Linked DNA regions of Ovis canadensis: region 2 is linked to region 1. A link is a contact called in public Hi-C data. All regions are on one chromosome and are shown on one strand. Each heading gives the region's core, a stretch centred on a gene start, on an enhancer-like site or on the middle of the called end of the contact. The rest is flanking DNA. Distances are from core to core; before and after follow the strand shown. Region 1 has its middle 34 kb from the start of SCMH1. Region 2 has its middle 66 kb from the start of FOXO6.

Evidence for each region. Hi-C and Micro-C count contacts between places; a contact is called where the count stands out from the background.
Region 2: a Hi-C map of fibroblasts shows a contact between it and region 1, with 4 times the contacts expected there. The contact joins two enhancer-like sites. A contact is called at or near these places in 2 of 2 Hi-C or Micro-C datasets (fibroblasts and lung).

The regions. Positions count from the first base shown.
Region 1 is chr1:16,479,835-16,486,395 of ARS-UI_OviCan_v2, reverse strand. No RefSeq gene overlaps it. Among named protein-coding and RNA genes, the nearest start is that of SCMH1, 34 kb to the right of the region's middle. Within about 2 kb of position 3,740, the one cell type or tissue checked has open chromatin away from gene starts, as enhancers often do. A contact at or near this core is called in fibroblasts, where this site is marked.
Region 2 is chr1:16,639,507-16,646,100 of ARS-UI_OviCan_v2, reverse strand. No RefSeq gene overlaps it. Among named protein-coding and RNA genes, the nearest start is that of FOXO6, 66 kb to the right of the region's middle. Within about 2 kb of position 2,135, the one cell type or tissue checked has open chromatin away from gene starts, as enhancers often do. A contact at or near this core is called in fibroblasts, where this site is marked.

The DNA of each region.
Region 1 (6,561 bases), core at 2,491-4,990:
CACAAAATACACTGTTTAAATTATATGTGTGTGGGCATCATTTATGCATTATTTAATTTTAGTAATATAGGGACCTCCCTGGTGATCCGTTAGTTAAGACTCCGTGCTCCCAATGTGGGGGACCTGGGTTCGATCCCTGGTAGGGGAACTGGATCCTACATGCCACAGCTAAGATCAAAGATCCTGTATGCCGCAGCTAAGACCTTGTGCAGCCAAATAAATATATAGTTTTAAAAAATAGTGCTTACTTGGCATTTGTTCATGCACACACATGAGTGAGAGAGAGTGTGTGTGTGTGTGTAGGAAGAGGCACATGAAGACAAAAATGCCTAGGACCCATGAAAGTCATAATATGGGCCTGTCCTCAACCTTCAATCCACCTTTTGAGTCATTCCTCTAAGAAGCTGTACTCTGAGCACACTCCCAGCAGAACTGTCTCTTCTCTGTGTCTCAACTAGGCATCATGTTTAGCACATAGTATTACAATCATTTGCTAACCTGTCTTTCCATTGGATGGTGAAGTTTGTAAGGGAAGACGTGTATCTTGTACATGCTGGTGTCCCCAGCACCTAGCTTGGGGCTAGTACACGGCAGGTACTCAGCAAATGCTACCAAATTCTGGTGAAGCTCCTCAGTACCAACAAGGAACAAAAGCCTTATTTCCCCAAGTCACTGATAGTATACATAGCAGAGCTATTTCTGAACAGATATACATTCAGATATGCTCATTGTATGTGGCTACTGTCCTAGGTAGCAAGAGTTGGTCAGCCATGGGGACTTCCCTAGGGGGGGTTCAGTGGTTAAGAACTCGCCTTCCAATGCAGAGGATGCAGGTTCGATCCCTGGTCAAGGATGCCGCAGGGCAACTAAACTGGCACATGCGACAAAAAAACCCACGTGCTACAACCAAGACCCGATGCAGCCAAGAAAAAGGATCCGTCAGCCATGAAGAAAGCAAACATGGTCCTGCCCTCAGGGAGCCTGTATCTGGCGGCCCCACCTGCCACTCTCTACCCTCCTACTCCCCCATCATTTTCCCATCCTGCCCCCCCCAGTGCCAGGCAAAGAAAGAAAACACTGGTAGGGTAACCTACTTCCCCCACCTGCTCCAGCCCTTCAGCACCCCCTGCCTCATCCCCACCCCGCCCAGGGACTGCATTCTTCCTGCTCACCCTCCTGGAAGGTGACTCCACCAGCCCCATGTGCTTGTTAATTTCACGCTCTGTCTCCTGCCTGACCGACCTACTTTCTGCTCTTTCCCCCTGTGGCTGCCCAGCACCACTCCTGGGGCTGGGTTTCCCCGCCAGGTGTCCCCTCTCAGACCTCAGCCCTGACCACCCCCAGCCTGGAACAGAGGCTTCCTTGGCCCAGGCAAGGGCCAGCAAAGGTCCACATAAACGGGCATGCCCTGGATTCAAATCTCAGCTCCAACCGTCCCAGGTGCAGGGTACAGAACAAGTCACGGCCCAATCTGAGCCTTCTCAGTTTCCTCACCTAATGTGAACCTGCCCTGCAGGGTGGTATAAGAAAATAGCGTCTGTAAATAGACAGGCATTGCAAGCACAGATTGAAAATTATCTCTTGTTCCACCCCCATGCATGGACTCCCTGCCCTGGCTGGGATTCTACCATTTCTGACGAAGCCAGATCCATTTTCCCTGCCCAGCCTGTATTTCTCTATACCCCACCCAACTCAGGAATGGAGTGGAGGCAGAGCTTTTCGTTGGTAATCCTCATTTGGCATTCATCAGAGACTTACATCTGGGTCTTCCTGGGAGAGCCCCGATGTCTAATGTTCCCATGCCCCATGAACGCATGGCAGGATAATAAGAATAATAGCTAACATTCACTGCAGCCTACTCTGAGGCAGGCACTGTTCTCCGCCTTTGCACGAATCAGCTTCTTAACCTTGGCAATGACTCTAGGAAGTGGGTACTATCGTTACCCCCACTTTTCAGTTGGAGAAACCGAGGCACAGAGAAGGGAAGAAACTTGCCAGAGGTGGTGGAGCTAGGATAGGAACCAAGGCAGACTGGCTCCGGAACCCAGCCCCAAGCCATCCCTGTGGCAGCCAGACTACAGGTGACAGTTGCTTGCCCACAGAACTGGCTCAAAAATCCCACGGTCAAAAAACTGTGCCCCACACAACTGCAGGTAACTTTCCATATGGCAAATGGGAGCCTTCTCTTGGGTTCTCTCCTCTCACGCAGGGGTTCATGGCAGAGTTGTGGATTTCTAGAGCTCCGTGTTCTTTCCAGTACAATGAGCTAGAACCAGGGACCCTCTGGGCTACCCAGATACGTCTGGAAGGCTCATGTCCCTGCCAGCTCCCAGCTGCCAGGTCAAGACTGCGTGGCTGCTCTTCTGAAGGCTGTGTGCTGGGTACACAGGGGCCACGGGGGTTGTCTAATCCACTTTGAGGAGGACCAAGGACACTGCATCCGGGGAGTGGGGCAGCACCTGACTTCAGAAGTGCAATGCAGAGATGCAGAGACATCAGGCAGGACCTGCCCACTCTGCAAACTCCGTTTGTCACCACAGCTGGGGTGGGAACAGGGTAGCCACACGGTTACGATGCAGACCGCTTTACCTCCACTCCCGCCCCCCGCCCCTGGCACAGCAGTGGAGGCGTGAGCTGGAGGAAAGATGCCTGGACAGGGGTCTGCCCTCCCCTCGGAGTTCCGGGGGAGGATAGACACGGAAGCCCTCCAACACTTGAGCAGAAAGCTGTGGAAATGACTTTTTATCCAGCAGAGTTCATGTAGTTTTAATAATGCATATTTGTTTCTGATTATAAAGATAAAATGTGCTTATTGCAAACATTAAGAAAAATTTTAAAAGTCATCTATAATCCCACAATCCAGAAATAAGAGCTGTTAACACTCTGGTGCCTTTTCTTGAAGTCATTTTTCCATGCCTGTGTGTATCTTTACATCATTAGGACTGTCACAGCATATCATGAGTATCGCCCCACTCTGAAAACTCTCTAAGCTACGACTTTTTAATGATTTTGTAATTGTTGTTCCTTTAGGATATCTTACAACATACTGAGTTACTCTCTTCTTGTTAGATATTTAGGTTATTATTTATCAACCCGTTTCAGAACCGTGATGGCTACTGGAGCAAGAAGCTAGTGTACTGCCCAGCCTTTCTGGCTGAAAGAATAAATGAATAGGTTCAGTCCAAATGTTAAAGGCCCTAAAGAGCAGAGAGGGGAATCTGAACCTGATGTCGTGGTCACCGGCAGGTGGAAGGTCTAGAGCTGGCCATCAGGATGCTCTTTGAGCTCTTCCAAGGCCAGTGCTACAGCTGAAGCCTTGGCCTTCTCAGGAGTGGATAAAGGGGCCTCCCTCCCCAGGGACTGGCCTAAGGGACAAAGCCCAGCAGGAACCCCGGGGAACTTGCCAACCAAGCTTCCCTGGTGGCGCAGGACTGAAAGAGGCACTCACTCTACTTTTTACAGCATTCAAAGGCAGAACTGTCAAAAGCTGGCCCCCAAATGCTCATATTATGTGGGAGAAAGTCTTGGGGAGAAAATGAGGAAGGAGGGGAATTATGCAATTGAAAACATGTACAAATCCAGACAGAATAATGAAGTACAGACACAAGATTCTGCACTCAATGGAAATTGCATTTAGCCATGTTTTGTGGTTTGAGAAAAAGAGGGAGAATGACTCAGAGACAGATGGAGACACACAGGGCGAGGAGAAAGAGAGGGGAAAAAAGAAAAGAGACAGAGATGCAAGGGGAGAGTCAGCAGCAGCCAGATGGAGTCCCACAGAGCTGAGAAGAGGGAGCGGTCTTCCATGCCTTGGCCTCCGCGTCTGCAGACGGTCGGCCCTGGGTTTCTCAGGCTATTATCTGGGCAAAAAGGAAGTCAGGAGACCTCCCCCACCCTCACCCTAATCTGGGTGTTTGGGGTTTTTTTCTGTATATATTTTTGTATATTTTGTATACAAACATTTGCATATTTTCTGTATTTGCAATTAAAAAAAAAAACTGTCCACAGATGGAATACTACTTAACAATAAAAAGAAACCAACTATCACTACGTGCAACAACTGGATGGATTTCAAGGCATTTCACTAAGCGAAAAAAAAATCAGTCTCCAAAGGTTACTGCATGATTCCATTTATATGACACCCTAGAAATGACAAAATTGTGGAAATGGGGAGAAGAGTCATAATTGCCCGGGGCGAGGGATCATGGGAGGAAAGTGGATAGGAGTGGTTCTACAAGTAGCTGAAGAGATTTCTATGTGGTGCTGGAATAGTTCTCTGCCTTGAGAGCAGCAGTGCTTGCAGAAACCTGGGCCTGAGATAAAACAATACAGACTACACACAGGTACTGTCCGTGTCCTGACTTTGATATGGCAACACCGTGGGAAACTAGGCGAAGGGTCATGTGACTTCTTTGTATGATTTTTGCAACTTCCTATGAATCTGTAATAATTTGGACATAAAAAGTTACCCAGATAAAGTTAGCAAGAAACAGATCACATATTATTATTCTTGTAGTCAGAAAAGTTATCTCTAAGTGTGAAGTGTCATATGCTAAGTCGCTTCAGTTGCGTCGGACTCCACAACCCCATGAATTGTAACCCACTAGGCTTCTCTGTCTATGGGATTCTCCAGGCAAGAATACTGGAATGGGTTGCCCTGCCCTCCTCCAGGGGATCTTTCTGACCCAGGGATCAAACCCATGTGTCCTGCATTGCAGGCGGATTCTTCACTGCTGAGCCGCCTGGGAAGCCCTAATACACCATTCAGTCAGTTCAGTCACTTGGTCGTGTCCGAATCTTTGCAACCCCATGGACTGCAGCACACCAGGCCTCCCTGTCCATCACCAACCCCCAGAGTTCACTCAGACTCATGCCCATTGAGTCAGTGATGCCATCCAACCATCTTGAGAATCCTCTGTTGTCTCCTTCTCCTCCCGCCTTCAATCTTTCCCAGCATCAGGGTCTTTCTCAATCAATCAGTTCTTCACATCAGGTGGCCAAAGTATTGGAGCTTCAGCTTCAGCATCAGTCCTTTCAATGAATATTCAGGGTCCATTTCCTTTAGGATTGACTGGTTTGATCTCCTTGCAGTCCGAGGGACTCTCAAGAGTCTTCTCCAACACCACAGTTCAAAAGCATCAATTCTTCAGTCAATTTTTTTATGGTCCAACTCTCACATCCATACATGACTACTGGAAAACCATATGTCATTACCTATAGTTTATGTAATTACCTATGGGTTACAATCCAAATAGAAATTCTTGCATAAGCAGAAATCCTCCTGGAGAATAGAAGCCTGAACAGAAACCAACCGAAGGATTTGAAGAGAGTATGGCTGAGAAGGTAGTGCTCTCTGCCCTTCAGCTGTGTGGCTGTAAGCAAGTCACTTTACTTTTCTGGGCCTAGATTTCTCATCTGTAAAATGGATCCCCATACATAATACAAGAGACAGCACTCTGAAGCATATCAGTTCAGTTCAGTTCAGTTGCTCAGTCGTGTCCGACTCTTTGAGACCCCATGAGTCACAGCACGCCCGGCCTCCCTGTCTATCACCAACTCCCGGAGTTCACTCAAACTCACATCCATCGAGTCGGTGATGCCATCCAGCCATCTCATCCTCTGTTGTCCCCTTCTCCTCCTGCCCCCAATCCCTCCCAGCATCAGAGTCTTTTCCAATGAGTCAATTCTTCACATGAGGTGGCCAAAGTATTGGAGTTTCAGCTTTAGCATCAGTCCTTCCAATGAACACTCAGGACTGATCTCCTTTAGGATGGACTGGTTGGACCTCCTTGAGCATCACTACGAACAAAGCTGGTGGAGGTGATGGAATTCCAGTTGAGCTATTTCAAATCTTGAAAGATGCTGCTGTGAAAGTGATGCACTCAAGATGCCAGCAAATTTGGAAAACTCAGCAGTGGCCACAGGACTGGAAAAGGTCACTTTTCATTCCAATCCCAAAGAAAGGCAATGCCAAAGAATGCTCAAACTACCACACAATTGCACTCATCTCACATGCTAGTAAAGTAATGTTCAAAATTCTCCAAGCCAGGCTTCAGCAATACGTGAACCATGAACTTCCAGATGTTTAAGCTGGTTTTAGAAAAGGCAGAGGAACCAGAGATCAAATTGCCAACATCTGCTGGATCATCGAAAAAGCAAGAGAGTTCCAGAAAAACATCTATTTCTGCTTTATTTTTGAAGCATATAGTGCTCCATAAATTTGAAGTCCCTTCCTTTCTCAAAATAGCCACAAGGACACTGGCCTGCAAGGAACCCAACCTTCACCTGCTGTGGCCAGTAAGGGAGATTAATGCTAAAAAGGCCCTTAAGAAAAGTCCTTTCAGTCCAGCTCAGTTCAGTCGCTCAGTCATGTCCGACTCTTTGTGACCCCATGAATCGCAGCACGCCAGGCCTCCCTGTCCATCACCAACTCCCGGAGTTCACTCAGACTCGTGTCCATCGAGTCAGTGATGCCATCCAGCCATCTCATCCTCTGTCATCCCCTTCTCCTCCTGCCCCCAATCCCTCCATGCATCAGGGTCTTTTCCAATGAGTCAACTC
Region 2 (6,594 bases), core at 886-3,385, 160 kb before region 1:
CTCATCACCAGTCCCATCGGCTTGCTCCTCCCACCTCAGAGAATACGCTCCATCAACCATCCAGGTTCCCAAGTCAGACACTGGCTGCCTCTCCTGCTCACCCCCCAAGTCCTGCCCAAGTTACCTCCCAAACCTTTGTAATCTACCTATCCCGCACCCTGTCCCCCATCCCACCCAATCCAGGCCACCGCTGCCCCTCTGGATCGCTGCCAAGTCCTTGTCACCCACTCCTCTGATCTGCGCACTGCTCTGTCTCCCTCTCTCTCTCTCTCTCTCTCTCTCTCTCTCTCTCTCTCTCTCTCTCACACACACACACACACACACACACATATGCATGCGCCCCATGAATTATCAAGGGAATCTTTCCAAAACTCAAGTTCGACCAGGTCAGCCCCACTGCCCTCCCCAACCTGGCCTTGGAGACTGGGGGGATTTTCCCACTCACCTTACTGAGGTTGGAACAGAGCAACTTAAACCCTGGGCTCCAGATCAGCCAGGTCTGGGTCTGCATCCTGGGTGGGCCGTTTGGTGACTGTGTGATCTTGGATGAGTCACACCACCTCCCTGAGCTCTTTCCTCACCTAGGAAGCAAGGCTGCCATGACCTTCATCAAGAAGACCCCATGGGGCACCAGGGTGGGGCCATGCTGAGTGCCCAGCTCAGAGCAGCCTCAGCACATGGCACTGACGGGCACTGGCCAGCTCCCGGCTGCCTCTCAACACCCGCCTCACATGCTGCAGGCCGCCTGACCCGGCAGCTGGTCCTCCCTCTGGCTCCAAGAGCCCCGTAACACTTGCTCTCCCCCTGGCGGTTCTCTGGCCTGGCTCTACCTGTGAGTAGGAGTAGAGCCTGGGACAGGCTCGAGTTACGTTTGATGGATGAATGGATGCAGTCCATTCACACAGGGGACACGGCCACGTAGAGACGCACACAACACACGCAGCCGCCTGCGGCTCAGATGGGCTGAGGGCCAGAAGGGCCCCTAGGCTGGTCCAGTATTACACACCCCTCGGTGCAGCCAGGCTCCGCTTGAGCCTAAGAAGAAAGCTCAGGACCTGTTTTCTGAGGTTCCAAGAGGGTGTGTGCCCTGCCTGCATCACGAGGCATCTGAGCCTAACACACTCGGGACTGCAAGGAGCAGCCCAGGGGGCCACAGCACCCCACTGGGCAGGGCTGCTTAAAGTGGGGGTGCAGGGTGGAGTGGTGGCCGCCAGCTGGCGAGCGCCTGGGCCTGGCAGTGCTGCCGATCGCCCACTCGCACCAGCTGTTAGTTTCCAGGGCCTGCCCACCAGCTAGCTGGGATGCTGGGCCCGGGCTGCCCTGGGGTGTCCTGCCAGGAAGAGGCAGCCTCTAGGAGGGTGGTCTGGGCAGAGGAGAGGACAGAGGAGGGGCAGGAGGGTGAGGATGCCAGGCTGGAGGAGGCCAGGGCCACCCTCCGCTCACAGTGGGGCCAGAACAGGCTGCAGCACTTCCAGGGCCTCCGGGGCCTCTTCTGGGCAGTCCATGCGTGGCGGGAGGTGGGGATGGTGCCCAGGGCTCCTCCCTCCGCTCAAAACACCCAGCAACAGGGATTCTGGACCCTCGGGAGGGGCGGCGCTCCGAGGTCTGCGGCCACAAGAGGGCGCCCGAGCCTCACCTTGCAGGGAGCCAAGGGCTGAGGCCCGCGGTGGAGCTGTGCCTGGGAGGGGGCCTGGGAGCTGGGACTGAATCCCGGGGGCGTGGGATGCAGCTACCTGCGTCCACCCCCCAGGCAAAGCCCCATCCACACTTTAGCTCTTTGTTTATCTGACGGCAACACTACCTGCTTCAGTATACATCTGCAGAGTAAGCGCAGGAACACACTAATTGAATGATAATGGTGATGTATTTTACCCATGGAGAGAATGGACTCAGAGAGGTTTAGTGATTTGCCTAAGTCACACAGCGGTCGGCATGGAGCAAGTTATTCCCTCTGGTGCTGGGTGCTGGCAGAGCTTTGGAGAGAGTCCTGGCACCAACTCACAGGGGGTTAGCAGCACTCAAGTCCTCAGGGCAGGGACCACGCCTGATTCTGGCTCCCCCAGGTCACCCTGCGCCATGAAGACCAGACCCTTCTCTGGGCAATCACAGTGATGAATAAGAGGTCCCAGCCCTTTACACACCCACGAGGCAGCCTCATCCTCTGACTCACAGATGACGGAGGAAGGCATGAGAGAGGTTAAGAACTTGCCAGCGGCCACAAAGCTTAGTTCCAGTACTTTGGCCCCAGAATCCACCCCTCCCCTCACCACGCTATGTCCTGGGGAAACTGTTTTTCCCAAAGGAGCTTCTGGCCACCTCCGTCCCCTCCTGTTCACCCAGCAGCTTTCCCACCTGTTCAGTTGGGGCAGAGGTGAACCCCAGGCCCGGCCTCATGGACTGACCACCACCCAAGGCGAGACAGACAAGGTGCCCGTGACTCATTCAGGGCCGGGGGCCCCTGACCAGTCAGGGGTGTCAGGGTCTCCTGAGGGGAGTAACCACGGAGCTGAGCTGCAAGGAAAAATGTAGCACAGTGGCCCTTGCTGGCCTCCCATTCTGGGCCCAGGGGGAGCTCATGAGTTGGGAGAAACTGGCCCCATGTGGGTAGGAGGAGTGGGCACCCCAAGGGCGAGTCCAGGCCGGTTCCCAGCACCCTCTAGCACCCAGTCATCACAAAGGCATGGTGGGCTCATCAAGGAATCGCCAATGGGTCGTGATTGGTTGTGGGTGTTCATGGAGCCAAGCCCTCCACCAGCCTTCCTGCCCTTTCTCTCAGGATGGGTACCCCCTAGGGCTTCCTTGGTTCTATGGGGACTAGAGACGGCGGGGTCACCACCCTTTGGGTACACCGGGCACAGTCCATTGGGCCTCCAGAGACTGAGCAGAGCCTGGCTGGAGGGAGTGGGGGCACCAGCCAGGGCCCCAGCCTGCTGCCTTCTGCATCGCCAGCCTGGAGCCGAGCCCAGGGCTGGCACCTGTGCCTCAAGGCACCTCGAGGACCTAACTGTGCCCCCCTGAGACCTTCTTCCCCTAATGGGGCAGTGAGAGGCCAGCCCCAGTGCTCCCTGACCCTCCTGGCCCCTCAGGGCCTCTTGTGCGGTTCTAGAAGCAGGACTCAGGCTGTGGCGGCCACCTCTGTCCACCAGCAGCCACTGACAGTGGGGTGCAGAGGGAGCCTGGGGCCGTGGAGGAGGCTTCTCCCCCTCATTCGTGCCAGTAGTGGTGAGAATCAGACTTCCCCGTTCAAGGACCCCCAGGTGACGTTCTTCGTACCCCTGTGACCCAGCCACCCCTTGCCCCTCAGTTCTGAGGTCCAACAGCACCAACAGCCCTCTCCTCCTCTGCACTCTCCCAGCCATCCCCACCCCGGACACTGCCTGCCCCCAGCACCACCCCCTGATATTTCCCCCGCTCCCACCCACTTCTCTGTCCACCATCCTCCACCCTTCCCGGCTGGGCTGGCTTCACTCTCCTGACCCCACTCTCTGACCTCATCTCACCCCCTTTTCCTCCTCCTGGACTCCCTCCCTATCCAGCCTACACCCCGAGGGACCTTTCTGCATCCAGAGTCTTGAGCGCGGGAGCCCTCAAAACTCTCCCACCCCATTCTGCAAAGGCCCAGCCTGGGGCAGACCCACAACACTCCTCCTAGAGGATCCCAGCTGTCCCCAGGCCCCAGGGTCCCCCTCCCTTGCCTCGTCTCTCCCCACTTCTTCCTTTCATCAACAAACACACTCACCTCTTGATAATGATCTTTCAAGCTACTTTCTTAGCCCTGCACATGGCTCCAGCTGGGCCCCATTTCTTCTCCCCAGCCTGGTGGAGCTCTTCAAGCATTACTTGTCCGTTCATCTCTGCCTCCTCAGCCCCCTGCCCTCTGCACCATAGTCCACCAAAATTCTTCTCATCACTCACTCATGGTACATCCTGAGAGCATTGGGCTCCCAGCCCAGGCTGGGGCCAGACAGCTGCGCCCTGCTCTCCCGCCCACAGCTCGGCTCCACGGCCCCACGCCCTAGTGAAGGTCCTCCTGGCTGCTCCTTACTCCCCCGGTAGGTCCCTCTGCCATCCTGTCCTGCAGAGGATGGAGCTCTCTTCTAGCCCCACATGATCATCCCACACCACCACCCCCCTGCCCCGGTACCAATGTTCCCAAACTCACCAAGGCCAGTCTCCATGCCCAAGGATCCAACTGCCTCTTCAGTGTGGGTCAACCCCATCCAAGTCACTTAATCATGACACATAACTTCATGAAGGAAGTACTATTATTATCCCCATTTTGCAGATGGGGGCACCAAGGCACAGAGAAAGTTGCCCAGGGTGAACAGCTGATCAGCCCCTGAGCCAAGGTCTCCTTTCTGGAGATCCCACAAGAGCCTCAGATTCACCATAAACAGAACAAGCTCATGGGCTCTGCCCGGAACGTCTTCTTCCTGGCCAAGCTGGCCTTTGGACCGGATGGTGACAAGCATCTAGACCGTGGGCTATTTACTTTCTGTCTGCGAAGTACTTAGCCCAGAGCTCAACCACAGTAAGTGGCCAGTACAGGCCAGCTGCTGTTGTCACCATGGCCCTCTCCAAACCTCAGCTACTTCTTCTAGAAGATGGGGCTCTTGGGGGAATGTCTGAGCCCAGGGCCTGGCCACACAGGGGAGCGCTACAGCCCCGGCCGCTCAGCACGAGAGCCTTTTTTGCAGTGAGTCAAAGCAGCATCAGTTTATAACACTGCACGTTTGGCATAAATGCGCCATTTTTCTTAACCAAAATAAAGCTCCAATAAGCTGTAAAAGCCCTGGAGTTGGGAGGATTCTCTGCAGGGTCAATTAGGGTGAGTTAGAACCTGCAGCTGTGAACTCCTCAGCCACACATGGCAACCTGGGTGGGTACATCCCAAAATGCTAATGAAGGCAGCTGCTCAGGGTCGGGGAGCCAGCTTTGCCCTCGCTTCAGGCCCCAGGGAGAGGGAAAGCCATGTGGGGTGAGACAGGATGGGACCTCGGCCACCCTGCGCTGTGCGATCTGGGCCAAGCCCGGGCCCCACTCTAAGCTGCTACTTCTTCTGATGGGCTTCCGAAGCATGACTCAGAAGAGGGAAGTTCAGGGCCTGGAGTGGGGACTTCGAATGATGTGTGCAGGCATTTTCATTCCTTGGGCAGAGATCTCAGGATTTGTAATAGTGTTGTAGGAAAAATGGGATTAAATTTGCCAATATTTGCTTATGTATGCAACCATTTCCATAAAGCAGGATTGTGCCCCATCTCAACGGAAGCAACCCCAAAGTCCTTCTTGTTTGGGGCAGGCGAGCGTGTGGGAGGCTGGATTTGATCCCAAGCTCTGCCCTTTACCAATCACGGCCTCTCCAAGGGAGGGTTCCCCCTTGCCCGTTCCACAGGTGAGGAGACTCAGGCCTGACTCCAAAACGCAGCATCTTAACTTGTGTTTATGCATGTGACCCAGGTCCCGGTCTCGCTGACCTCTGGCTTGGTGAGGTCACACCTCTGCCCGCGGCCCTGCACCCTCCCCCAATTCCCTGGTGCCTGGCAAAGAACACAGATCTTGAAACTCCAGAGCTCAGCTCTGCACAAATAGGTGCACGATCAGGAACAAGGAGGCGCCCTCTCTCTGGGCCTCCGTTTCCTCCTCTGAGCCTCAGCAAAATGAGAGTGATGATGATAGCTACCCCAAACAGTTAAGATAATTCATGCAACACAGCCACGCGGTGCCTGGCACAGGATAAGTGCTCAACCAGCATTCAATCCATTCAGGAGATAGGGTCTATGGCTTGCACTCTGAAGATAAGTAAACAGAGAATCCGAGAGGTTTGGCCACTTGTCCATGGTCACAGAGCTCAGGAGCTGTGATGGCAGGGGAGGGTATGAGCTGGGCATGAGCTGAGGCTCAAACCAGGTCTCCTTGTCCCCATTGGGTCCGGATGGAAGGGGAGTCACCGAGCCAAAGCCCCCAGGGCAGGGACAGGGAGAGAAGGGAAGGAGGAGAGAAAGGGGAAGGCTACTGGGACAGAGATGGGACCAGGAGCAAGCTACTGCCTGGGGCAGAGGGCCCGAGGCTGCAGGGGTCAGTGGGCACGGTGCCCGGGCTGGCGGTGGGCACTCTCACCTTCACCCTGTTCTCTGATGGCTAGAGACCTTGACAGCTCAACCTGCGTCACTCACATCCTAGTGAGGCCCTGAAGGCAGACGTTTTGGGGGGTCCCATCTACATAACAGCCTCCCACACCTTGGGCCAAGCCAGAGCCCCCTCCCCTGGAGTTCAGGAGCACCCTGCCCACCCAGGGGCTCCCATTCTGGGCTGCAGAGGCAGGAGGTGAGCCACAGCCCACCTACCTGAGGTGACCTCCAACCAACCTCAAGACCTAGGGCACCTGGAGGGTGGGGGGAGCCTCCACCCACAGCTGCCAGCCTCCCTGTGCCCACCCGCAGGCCTCACCCATCTCTCCCGAGGCCCCTGACAGCTGGAAATTTCTGCCACATGACCCAGCCAGCCTCTCAGGGCTGGGATCCTGGCCCAGCCACCCAGACACGGTTACAGCTCAGGCCGCGAGCTGCCTGTGAGGCCAGGGCAAGTGATTCCCAT